3 separate regions of the Mus musculus genome follow, and regions 1 and 2 are each linked to region 3. The links are chromatin contacts, called in public HiChIP or PLAC-seq and promoter capture Hi-C maps. All regions are on one chromosome and are shown on one strand. Each heading gives the region's core, a stretch centred on a gene start, on an enhancer-like site or on the middle of the called end of the contact. The rest is flanking DNA. Distances are from core to core; before and after follow the strand shown. Region 1 holds the start of Cdc6 (cell division cycle 6). Region 2 holds the start of Cwc25 (CWC25 spliceosome-associated protein). Region 3 holds the start of 1700003D09Rik (RIKEN cDNA 1700003D09 gene).

Evidence for each region. Promoter capture Hi-C pulls out the DNA fragments that hold promoters and counts their contacts. HiChIP or PLAC-seq counts read pairs in DNA pulled down with a chosen protein or histone mark.
Region 1: a contact with region 3 is called in a FOXA1 HiChIP or PLAC-seq map of pancreatic cancer cells. The contact joins the promoter of Cdc6 here to the promoter of 1700003D09Rik in region 3.
Region 2: a contact with region 3 is called in a promoter capture Hi-C map of erythroid cells, with 11 times the contacts expected there. The contact joins the promoter of Cwc25 here to the promoter of 1700003D09Rik in region 3. A contact is called at or near these places in 1 of 39 promoter capture datasets (erythroid cells) and 2 of 115 datasets of contacts at active chromatin or transcription factors (microglia and pancreatic cancer cells).

Annotation. Positions count from the first base shown.
Region 1 is chr11:98,906,363-98,909,718 of GRCm38.p6, reverse strand. It overlaps Cdc6 (cell division cycle 6), which reads right to left and starts at 1,918. Exons shown (of 12, transcript NM_001025779.2): 1 at 1,738-1,918; 2 at 889-1,082. The coding sequence starts at 1,069. RefSeq lists an enhancer at 3,078-3,356.
Region 2 is chr11:97,765,077-97,768,218 of GRCm38.p6, reverse strand. Cwc25 (CWC25 spliceosome-associated protein) reads left to right here and starts at 1,606. Exons shown (of 10, transcript NM_026186.4): 1 at 1,606-1,794. The coding sequence starts at 1,777. It also overlaps the pseudogene Atp5l2-ps.
Region 3 is chr11:98,356,784-98,359,870 of GRCm38.p6, reverse strand. It overlaps 1700003D09Rik (RIKEN cDNA 1700003D09 gene), which reads left to right and starts at 1,588. Exons shown (of 3, transcript NR_045477.1): 1 at 1,588-1,634. It overlaps Ppp1r1b (protein phosphatase 1, regulatory inhibitor subunit 1B), which reads right to left. Exons shown (of 7, transcript NM_144828.2): 6 at 2,924-3,046; 7 at 2,075-2,838. The coding sequence ends at 2,801. It overlaps Stard3 (START domain containing 3), which reads right to left and starts at 1,503. Exons shown (of 15, transcript NM_021547.3): 1 at 1,363-1,503.

The sequences.
Region 1 (3,356 bases), core at 669-3,168, 550 kb before region 3:
TCTATAGGGAGCTGTTTGTGTGCACTGCTGGATGCCCAGCATCCTGGTTAGCTCTTACTCACGGTTCCAATACCACCCCCTCAACGGGAACAATCTTCAGATATGGCCAAATCACCCCCCACTCACAACAGACGCTCTCTGTACACATCTACCCATAACACCAGTACAGAAGCTCTTAGACTGGGCACGTAGGGCCGGTGGTACAGCACTTCCTAGCACATATAAGGTCTTGGGTTCAACCCCTAACATCCAAGCAGCTGCAACATTACCACACACAGTATGCGTGGTAGCGCGGGAAGGACCTCAAGTCTGAGGCAATCCTGGGCTACAAAAGCGAGTTCCAGGCCAGCCTGAGTTAGAGATCATTTCTCCAAAAACACCAAACACATCGAAAACCGGAAATGGCTGTCAAGTACTATTTGATAGCAAAAATTAAAAAAATATTAAGAATCTCATCAAATTTTTCTTTCTCAAGACAGGAGTTCTCTGGGTTAACCCAGGCTGGCCTGAAACTCACTCTGTGGACCAGGTTGGCCCCAAACTCAAGAGACCCACCTGCCTCTGCCTTCTGAGTGCTGGGATTAAAAGCAAGCTCACCACCTCCCGGGTTATTTGTTTCCTCTTAATTTCACAAGCACGCAGGCGAGTTCCATAACACTATAACTTCAAGGGAAATGTAAAGGACAGAACTAAGGAAATGAAGATCAAACCTAGGTTCCTTAGCAAATGATCTCTAGTGTACGGCTCAACCGTGAAATTCGGTACACACTTGGCAGCCATTATGAAGGCAAATACAGCTCTGGTTTTAAGAGCCAGGCACCTCAGCATCAAGGCAGGAAAGGCTGAGAGCTCAGTCACAAAGTCGCACTCACAAAGCGGAGGGCTTACCCAGACGTTTTCGGGGACTGAGAGGCAGAAGTTTTACGTCCACACACGGAGTGGTGGGTACAGGCTGGACGTTTCTAAGTTTTACTTCACAATCCCGGGAATTGGGTTTCTTCAGGGTATTAGATAGCTTCTTTTTCGGAAAACCGATGGTAGCTTGTGTCTGGGATCTGGTTTGAGGCATGATGGCCACACAACTGGATACAAAGGAAAATCAGGAGAGCAAAGAGAAAAACACACAGAGCAATATAAATAATTATATTGGGGACCAGCACTCCATAAATCACGTTAACATAGCATTTTTAACATTTAGTTGTGCTTCCCATGCAAATCTATGTAATAAAGGGTAACGTCTGTCTGCCTAGTACGTGTAACATTCCGTTATACACATATTACACACTACAGTCTTACCATACGTCAAATGTAGACACTATTAGCCCTCTCTTAAAGAGATAGTCACAGAAACACACGGCTATCACCCTGGGCACCCTGGGACCAGAAGCCAAGTTCTTACACTTGTATGATGCCAGAAGTCTGTCTCCATTTATTTCTATAATACTTTAGCTCCTTCCCTGCAGACATGTGAGACGTCTTTAGCACTGGTTTGGTTCCAGACCGTCACCTTTAGGCTCTCCCAAGTCCTGGGCAAGGGCAGCTGCGTCCTCTGCTCAAAACTAGCCAGCACTCCACCAAACTCCCGACCCCACCCTACACCGTTTCCTCCCAGCAGCTCTCTCCTTCCCAACGCGGCGTGCTCGAACCGCTTCTAGAGCTCACAACCCCCTCCCTGACCCAGCCTCAGACCCCAGGCGATTTCCCGCTCTCCACCGGCCTTGCTCGGACCAGCCTCACCTCTCTGGACACCAGACCTCGCGGAGCTTTGCACTCTTCAGGGCCGTGTCGCTCAGTGCACACTCCTCGCGTCTCGATCACCACCGTAAAAACTCTCCCGCCACAAATTCTACAGCAGCTGCAAAGTCAACTCGCGCCAAAGCCGCTCTACTTCAGCCTTCTCGTCTCCCGCCAAAGTCCAGCCAGGCTTCTGATTAGTTGTCACTCATCACCACGCCTTCGCCGGTGACGGCCGGCAGCCAATAGGACAGCCCCAGGTCTCAGCGACCACCACGAAGTCACACCCACTCGCCCGGGAGGGCGTTAACTTTTGAGACCTCGGAGGAAAGGCGCGCGTTTACGAGCGCGTCACGCCGTAAAGCCTGGCGGGAAGTGTAGTTTTTTTTTTTTTTTTTTTTTTTTTGCCTCTACGCACATCTACTTCCGTATTTTTATTTCTACTTTGTCCTCCACCCAGCCTCCCCACCGTTGCCTAACGTCCTCATTCTACTGGGCTACCTTTGCTCATCTTATCTGCCAAACATCCCTATTTTCATTATTCTGGTGGGCTAGATTTTAAGAGGGCTACAAGGCCTACTTTTTGGGGGGCGGTCCTGTATGGCATGAAGCAAATGAATGTATAAGGTCACAGAATTTTCTGTGGGGAGGAGCTGATAACTCGAACCAGGGTATTTTTTTGGGGGGCGGGGGGGCAAGTTCTAGACCTATCTAAGCAAACTGACATCATCTCACTATTTGTTGACTTGCGCTTGCTCAGTGAGAAACAAGTGCAACACCAAACGTATAATTTCAAGGTCATACATTCCAAGTGCTGCCTTAACATCCATCTAGCTACACATCATAGGGAGTAAAATTATGTCTCTTTAATTTGAAAATCTCTTATGGCCAAGCACTAGGGTCTGGGACCCAAGGAAAAGAGTTATCGGCAAGGCAAGCTGAGCATTTAATGAAAAATGTAACTAGAGCAGCCATTTGCAGGCAGGTCAGGCTCCAAGGTTACTCGGGTTCTTCTAAAGACCAGAGCCCAATTCTAGGTAATGGTAAAGTCTATGGGATTTTGTTCTTGGTTTGTTTTGTTTTGGTTGTTATTGTTTTCTGAGACTTTTTATTTGTAGCTCTGGCTGTCTTGGAACTACGTAGACTAGGCTGGCCTTAAACTCAAGAGATCTGTCTGGGTCTGCCTCCCAAGTGCTGAGATTAAAGGTGTGCGCCACCACACCTGGCTATAGGATATATCTTTTATTGTCTGATACCAAATAAAACAGACACAAAGCTACAAGTAGGAGCACAACAGCACAATCGCCAGTTACCTCTCATTTCAAATAGCTGGGAAGAGCCAACGTAAGTGTGTGGGTCTGAGCTCGTTATTTTACCTCTATCACCTTAATTAGTCTTTATAAGCACCCGAGGAAGGTTTTTGGTTTTGTTTGGTTTGTTTATTTTTCGAGACAGGGTTTCTCTATAGCCCTGGCTGTCCTGGAACTCACTTTGTAGACCAGGCTGGCCTTGAACTCAGAAATCCCAAGTGCTGGGATTAAAGGCGTGTGCCATCACCGCCCGGCTCCCTAGGAAGTTTTTATAACTAATTGTAAGAGCTGATATTTGCATTTTAAATAGTC
Region 2 (3,142 bases), core at 357-2,856, 590 kb after region 3:
CACACTCTGAATAGCTGTAGGGATTTCAGCAGGGGTTGGGGGAACCAGCTCAACCTTGGTGTAGTGCCAAAATGTGGCCAATCGAGGCTTCGAGTAAGTCACGGCAGCGGCTACCATCGACGGTGCCTTCTCCGCGAAGTTACGGATGAACTTGGCCATGGTCTAAGGTGGAAGGTATGTCTCCCCGAACCACCGGCTGAATTTGTTTTGTTTTTCAAGACAGGGTTTCTCTGTGTAGCCCTGGGTGTCCTGGAACTTACTTTGTAGACCAAGCTGGCCTCAAACTCAGAAATCCACCTGCCTCTGCCTCCCGAGTGCTGGAATTAAAGGCATGTGCCACCACGACCAGCTCGGAGCCAGTGTTCTTAATGGCTGAGCCATCACTCCAGTTCTTTAATTCTAACAACTCAAAAATAAAAACACAAGGGCTGGCGAGATGGCTTGGTGGGTAAGACAACTGACTGCTCTTCAAAAGGTCCTGGTGGCCGGGGGTGGGTGTGGGGGGGTGGGTGGTGGCACACGCCTTTAATCCCAGCACTCAGGAGGCAGAGGCAGGCAGATTTCTGAGTTCGAGGCCAGCCTGGTCTACAGAGTGAGTTCCAGGACAGCCAGGGCTACACAGAGAAACCCTGTCTCTGAAAAACCAAAATAAAAAAGGTCCTGGTGACTCACAAACTCATCCATAATGAGAACTGATACCCTCTTCTGTTGTGTCTAAAGACAGCAACAATGTACTTATTTATATATAAATCTTTTCTTCTTCTTCTTCTTTTCTTTTCTTTCTTTCTTTCTTTCTTTCTTTTTTTTTTTTTTTTTTTTGAGACAAGGTTTCTCTGTGTAGCTCTGACTGTCCTTGGAACTCACTCTGTAGACCAGGCTGGCCTTGAACTCAGAAATCTGCCTGCCTCTGCCTCCCAAGTGCTGGGACCAAAGGCGTGTGCCACTACTGACAGGCCCATAAATAAATCTTAAAAAATAAAAATAAAGACACAAGCTGGCTATAGTTTAGCAAGTCTGTAATTCCAGCATTCTGGTGACAGAAGCAAGTGGTATAGATCTGAGTTCAAGGCCAGCCTGATCTACACTGTCCCCAGATAGCCAGGGTTTTACATAGAAAGACACTGTCTAGGAAACAAAAATAAATAAAATAATAAAAATAGGTATTTCCAGACCAGAATGATCTCAAACTTTGTGCCAGAGCTGGCCAGTTTCCATCTACCAAGCGTGGGAGATGACTGGGGGTGTGCCATGACATCTGGCTTTTGGGATTTTGTTTGATAGCATCTATTTCTATAAAACATGCCGGGAATGAGGGAGCTGGCCGAAAAGCTGGTTTGGAAACCCTGGTGTAGCGGTGAGATGGGGAGGCGGCCTAAGTTGGCAGATACTGAGGTCTTACACTGTCTCGCTTCTACGGCAGAGCCCTGATGCGTTGCCAAGGCAACAGAACCCGCCTATGGCTTTTCAACAGTTGGGGCCAGGGGCTTACGTGAGGCAACCAAAAAGAGGCCACCAAAACTGACGGAGGGTAGAAAGTACTTGCGACTCTAGGTTCACGTAGACTTAGCGCTCATACCAAACGTCATCGAGCCGAGACGCTGACGCAGTCATATGACACCACCCCGGAAGTGCGAGCTAGAGCGGGCGGGGAAAAGGGCAGCTGGTTCCTGTAGGGATTAGGTCCCGAGAGGCCGTCTCTGAACTGTTTCCCTAGGTTTCCTCTCTGCCTTCGCTGAATCTTTCAGGTCCACAGACTGAAGAACCGTCTCCACCATCATGGGAGGCGGAGACCTGGTAAGTGCTAGAGGCCTGGGCAGCGACGACTGAGCCCGAGACCCACAGGCGCCGGGGTGGGGTGAAAGTCGGGGGTAGCAGTCGGTAACCCTGGTAATGAAGTCTTGATTTCAGCACAAGGGGGTGATAAACATGGAGAGGGAGCGGATGGTGAAGCCCACAGAGGGACTGAGATGAGCCTCGGGAAGATGTGCGGCGAGGAATGTTTGCTGTTGTCAGGATTTGCTGATTCGGGGGCTTCCCGGGGGCTCCCAGGAAGTCTAAGGTTAGGGAAGGGACAGTTGAACTCATGGTATGGAAGGAGGTAGATCTTGGGCACGTAGACTTTATTTTGTGTATGTTATCTTCGGACATAGCCTCCCCTGCTCCCCCTTTTTTAGCTAGGAGTTCACAGTTGTATCCTGGACCTGGACTGTTGAAAGGGTGGGCTTCAGTCATTTCCCATCCTGAGCTGTGCCGTTTAGAGGCGTCCATTTCAAATCTTTTCCATCTTTGTTTCCTTCCTTACATCAGTGTTTTGCTTTGATGTGTAGTGAGGAGGCAGCTTTCTTCGGTATCGGTAACACTTTTTTTTTTTTTATGTTAAGTGGCAATTGCTCTTAAGTCCTGTAGTTCGTTTGTGGGGAAGGAATGCCTTAAATAAGGCAGAAATATCCAAGAAGCAGAGAGCTAGATTAGGACACTATTGATCTTCTCAAAGTGAAGGTAATTGAATCAATAAGTACATCAGTTTGGGTATCTGTCCACTAAGCTGAATTTGCCGGGTGTCCTTAATTGGATCAAGTTGCAGGGCTCCATCAAAGTTAGTCTAGTTTAGTATGTGCTTCATGTAACTGTCTATTATGGACAGTGCATTAGTTTACTTCTGTAATAAAACCAAGATCAAAAGCAACTGTCGGAGGAGAAGGCTTCTTGCATCTTACAGGTTATAGCCCATCATTAAGGCAGCTCAAGTTGTAACCCAGAGGCAGGAACTGAAGTAGAAACCATGGAGGGATGCTGCTTACTGGCTTGCTTCTCTTGCCTTACTCAGCTTCCCTTGTTTACACAGGTAGACCACCTACCTAGGGATGGCTCCACCCACAGTGGGCTGGGCCTTCCTCTCTCAGGTCATACTCAAGAACACACACTCACAGACATTCCCACAATCTGATGGAGGCAGTGCCTCAACTGAAGCTGACAACCCAGACTTGCCATCCTTGCCAGGAGACCTGTAATCTGGGTGATTCTGTTGCCTGTGTGGTGGAGTTGTCCTGTAACTTGTATATTCAGCAGCGTCTAGCCACAGGGTGCCCTTAGCACTCTCATGCAATGGTGACATCTGCAAATTTCTCCAGACCCTGGTTGC
Region 3 (3,087 bases), core at 339-2,838:
TTACTATCTCCATCTTCCAAAAGAGGAAAGGAAGATACTGACTTCATCAAGGTCTCAAAACAATATCAAAACTCAAGCAGGCTGGTGCATGGGTCTATATGTCAGCTATGACACTAAGAGTGTTCAGAGGACACAGATGGGCAGGGCGGCCAGCCTTTGAGATGGAGGTGGGCAGTGTGGAGATGGTGCTCTCTGAGCAGGACTCCTGAAGGATACATCAGGAGGAGGCCCAGCAGATCAGAGAGGAAAGAGGTGCTGCTATATACACGAAGAACCCTATGTGAGCCAGGCACATCTTACAGTAAACAAGCACACAGTCGTTTCCCCACAGGCAATGGGAAGCAAGCAAGTGACATAACCAGACTCGTGATATAAAAGTCTGCAAGAGCTAGATTCTGAAGACTTGCCTGCAAGCAATTAGGACCACAAGCTGCTGGAAATGTCCAGAGACACGTCAACAAGGGTAGTGACAGAGAAGGTTCAGGGAGTTAGCTATACTGGCACCTCTGAGCAAACAGGGTTAAAAGATGTTAAGGCAATTCCGGAGTTTTTCTCCTGGATAAGACAAGAGTGGAAGGATAAATTTACAGAGAAAAGATCAGCTCACGTTTGAAACCTGTGAGATCATCCCAAAGTGAAGGTATCCCATAGGCATAATTGACAGGCAGCTAATTTGGAGCCCAGGAAGGGGATGTGCTGCTATCGTCCATCTGAATATTCAGTGAACGTGAACTTGATGCGACAACAGTGGATGAGGCCATCCAGGATCAATGCACAGTGAGGCGGGTTGGGCCAGCGTGAACGTAAAGAGATTCTTCTGCCCTCTTGTCAGAGAGGTAAGAGGAAAAATCAGGAAATATTGGGGAGTCAAAGGGTGGAAGTATGTCAGGAATGAAAGCCAACAGTAGCAAGCACTTCTGAGAAGAGTTTAAAGAGCCTTCTTTCTGATATCGTTGGGAAGCTATGCGTGGATGTTTCCAACGGAAGTTGTGGGAAACAGCGGGTGGCAGAGAGGCAGCCGATTAGTATGTTTTTCCCTGAGTCTGGCCCCTTCCCACACCCAATTCTGTCCCCCATAATACTTAGATACCGACTCCTTGCCTCTCCTCTTACTATAAAGAAGGCTTAGGAAAGCGGCCGCAGACGTCCTCCGGACCCTCTCGGGTAAAGACCAAGACACCCCCTCCCCAGCCCTGCGCGCGCAGCAGCGAGTGGAGAGGAAGGGGGCGGAACCCGGAGCGCGAGGGGTGTGGGCTGGGTCGGACCGAACCAAAGACGGACACCGGGCAGGAAAGCGGGATCCGTCGGGTAGAGACAGCTCTTGTACCACCGCCCGGTGCCTGCGACCGCCGCACAACCCACCTGCTTCATGTCACCACGGCCCCCACTCTTCCTGCCTCAGCCGCAGTCCCGCTCCACGGCCTGGCAACTCCTCAGAGCGGAAGGAGAGCTCCCGGCGGCGCTACTTCCGCCGCTGAGCCCGTCCCCCCCGAGCCCGCCCCCAAAGCCAACCCGCCCCCCCGAGCCCGCCCCCAAAGCCAATCGGGATTCGTGTGACCCTGAAGCTCCGCCCCGGTCCGCCCCTCTCTCGGAGACGAGGTCCGGAAGCGGAGCCACAACCGAAGTTAAACTGTGTAAGACCGTGCAGGAGCAAGGGATAAAACCCCAGGGTGTCTTGGTTATTAGATCATACAGGCCTGACACTGTGGAGTGAAGGGGAACTGTGTGAGGGCCGATTTGTGAGCACAAGTCCCTTGGAGAAATCCATTTTTCGTTTTTGAGACGTTCTCAGGTTGGCCACGAACTCAGCCTTCCAAGTTCTGAGATTACTGACGCGCAGCACCACATCCATCACACATATTTAAAGGACCTTTGTTCTCCCCTGGCTTTTAGCCATCTCCCTCAGGAGCTAGTATGTCTGCCATGCGTATAGCCTGCAGGAAAGGCTCCTTCCTGGGAAGGGCTGGACACGAGAGGCAAGATCCTGACCCTAAGATAACCACCATTTTTCCTGTCAGAACATACCATTACTTCCCGGTCTCTCCTCCCTCCCCTGAAAGAGGAGTCTCAGGACAATTATTTACAAAGATTTATTACAGCGTAGGAGGGGTTCAGGCCTAGAGTAAGGGAAGAAGGGGAAGGGAACCAAGTTGCTGGAGGACAAGGAGAACCAGGCTCCCCCCACTGTGTGGCCCCCTAAGGACAGATAGTAAGTGCATTCCTGGCACCAAAGCACAAACAAAACGCAGCAAGCAGCCTCTGCCAGTCCATCTTGCAGGCACCCAGCAGGAATGGGATACTAAGGGAGGGACATGTTGAGGCTCTGCAAAGAATGCGTGAGACCTGAGCCCTGGTTGAAGTCTATGAGAGGGTTGGGGACTCAACGCCCACCACTGGTAGGGGAAGGAGGAGATCTCAGGGCACCTGTAGGCTCTCAGTACCTCCTTTCCCCAGATCTTAGGACCTGCCCTGTGGGTCTCCTGTGCCCAGGGGAGAGAATCTGGAGAGGGAGGGGACTTGTGGAGAATAAATGGTTGTTTATGGCCTTCTGGGGTTTCCAGTGTGGGCTCTCTCACCTCCCTACTCCCACCGGGTAAATAGAAGAATGACTGGCAGGGAAAGGCATTGGGGACTCTGGGCTTCAGCCAAAGCAAACAGAGACCAGCCTTAGTCTTCTAAAAGTCAGAAGCCGCAGCCCTAGCAGGTGAAAGACAGGGTACAAAGGAGGGTGGGGACAGAGTGGGTTTCTGGGGAACACTTCCTCCTGGGAGATACAGGGCTCTGAGCTTATGTGCCAGGCTCAGGGGGGGCTGGGATGCTGAGGTTCCTCTCCAGGCTCTGAAAGACAAATAAAGAGGACTCAAGGCCAGGCTTGGCCCATGAGGTTCCCACCCACCTCCCCAGCCCACACTCCAAAGCTCACCACTTAGTGTTGCTCTGCCTTCCACTTGGTCCTCAGAGTTTCCATCTCTCTGGGGCTCATCCAGAGGAGGTGGGCGCTCCCAGGGCCCCTCCAGACCCCGGCCACAAGTAGGCTTCTGCCCCACTGAAAGAGAGGGCATACATACATAGGCTGAGTGCCCCTCT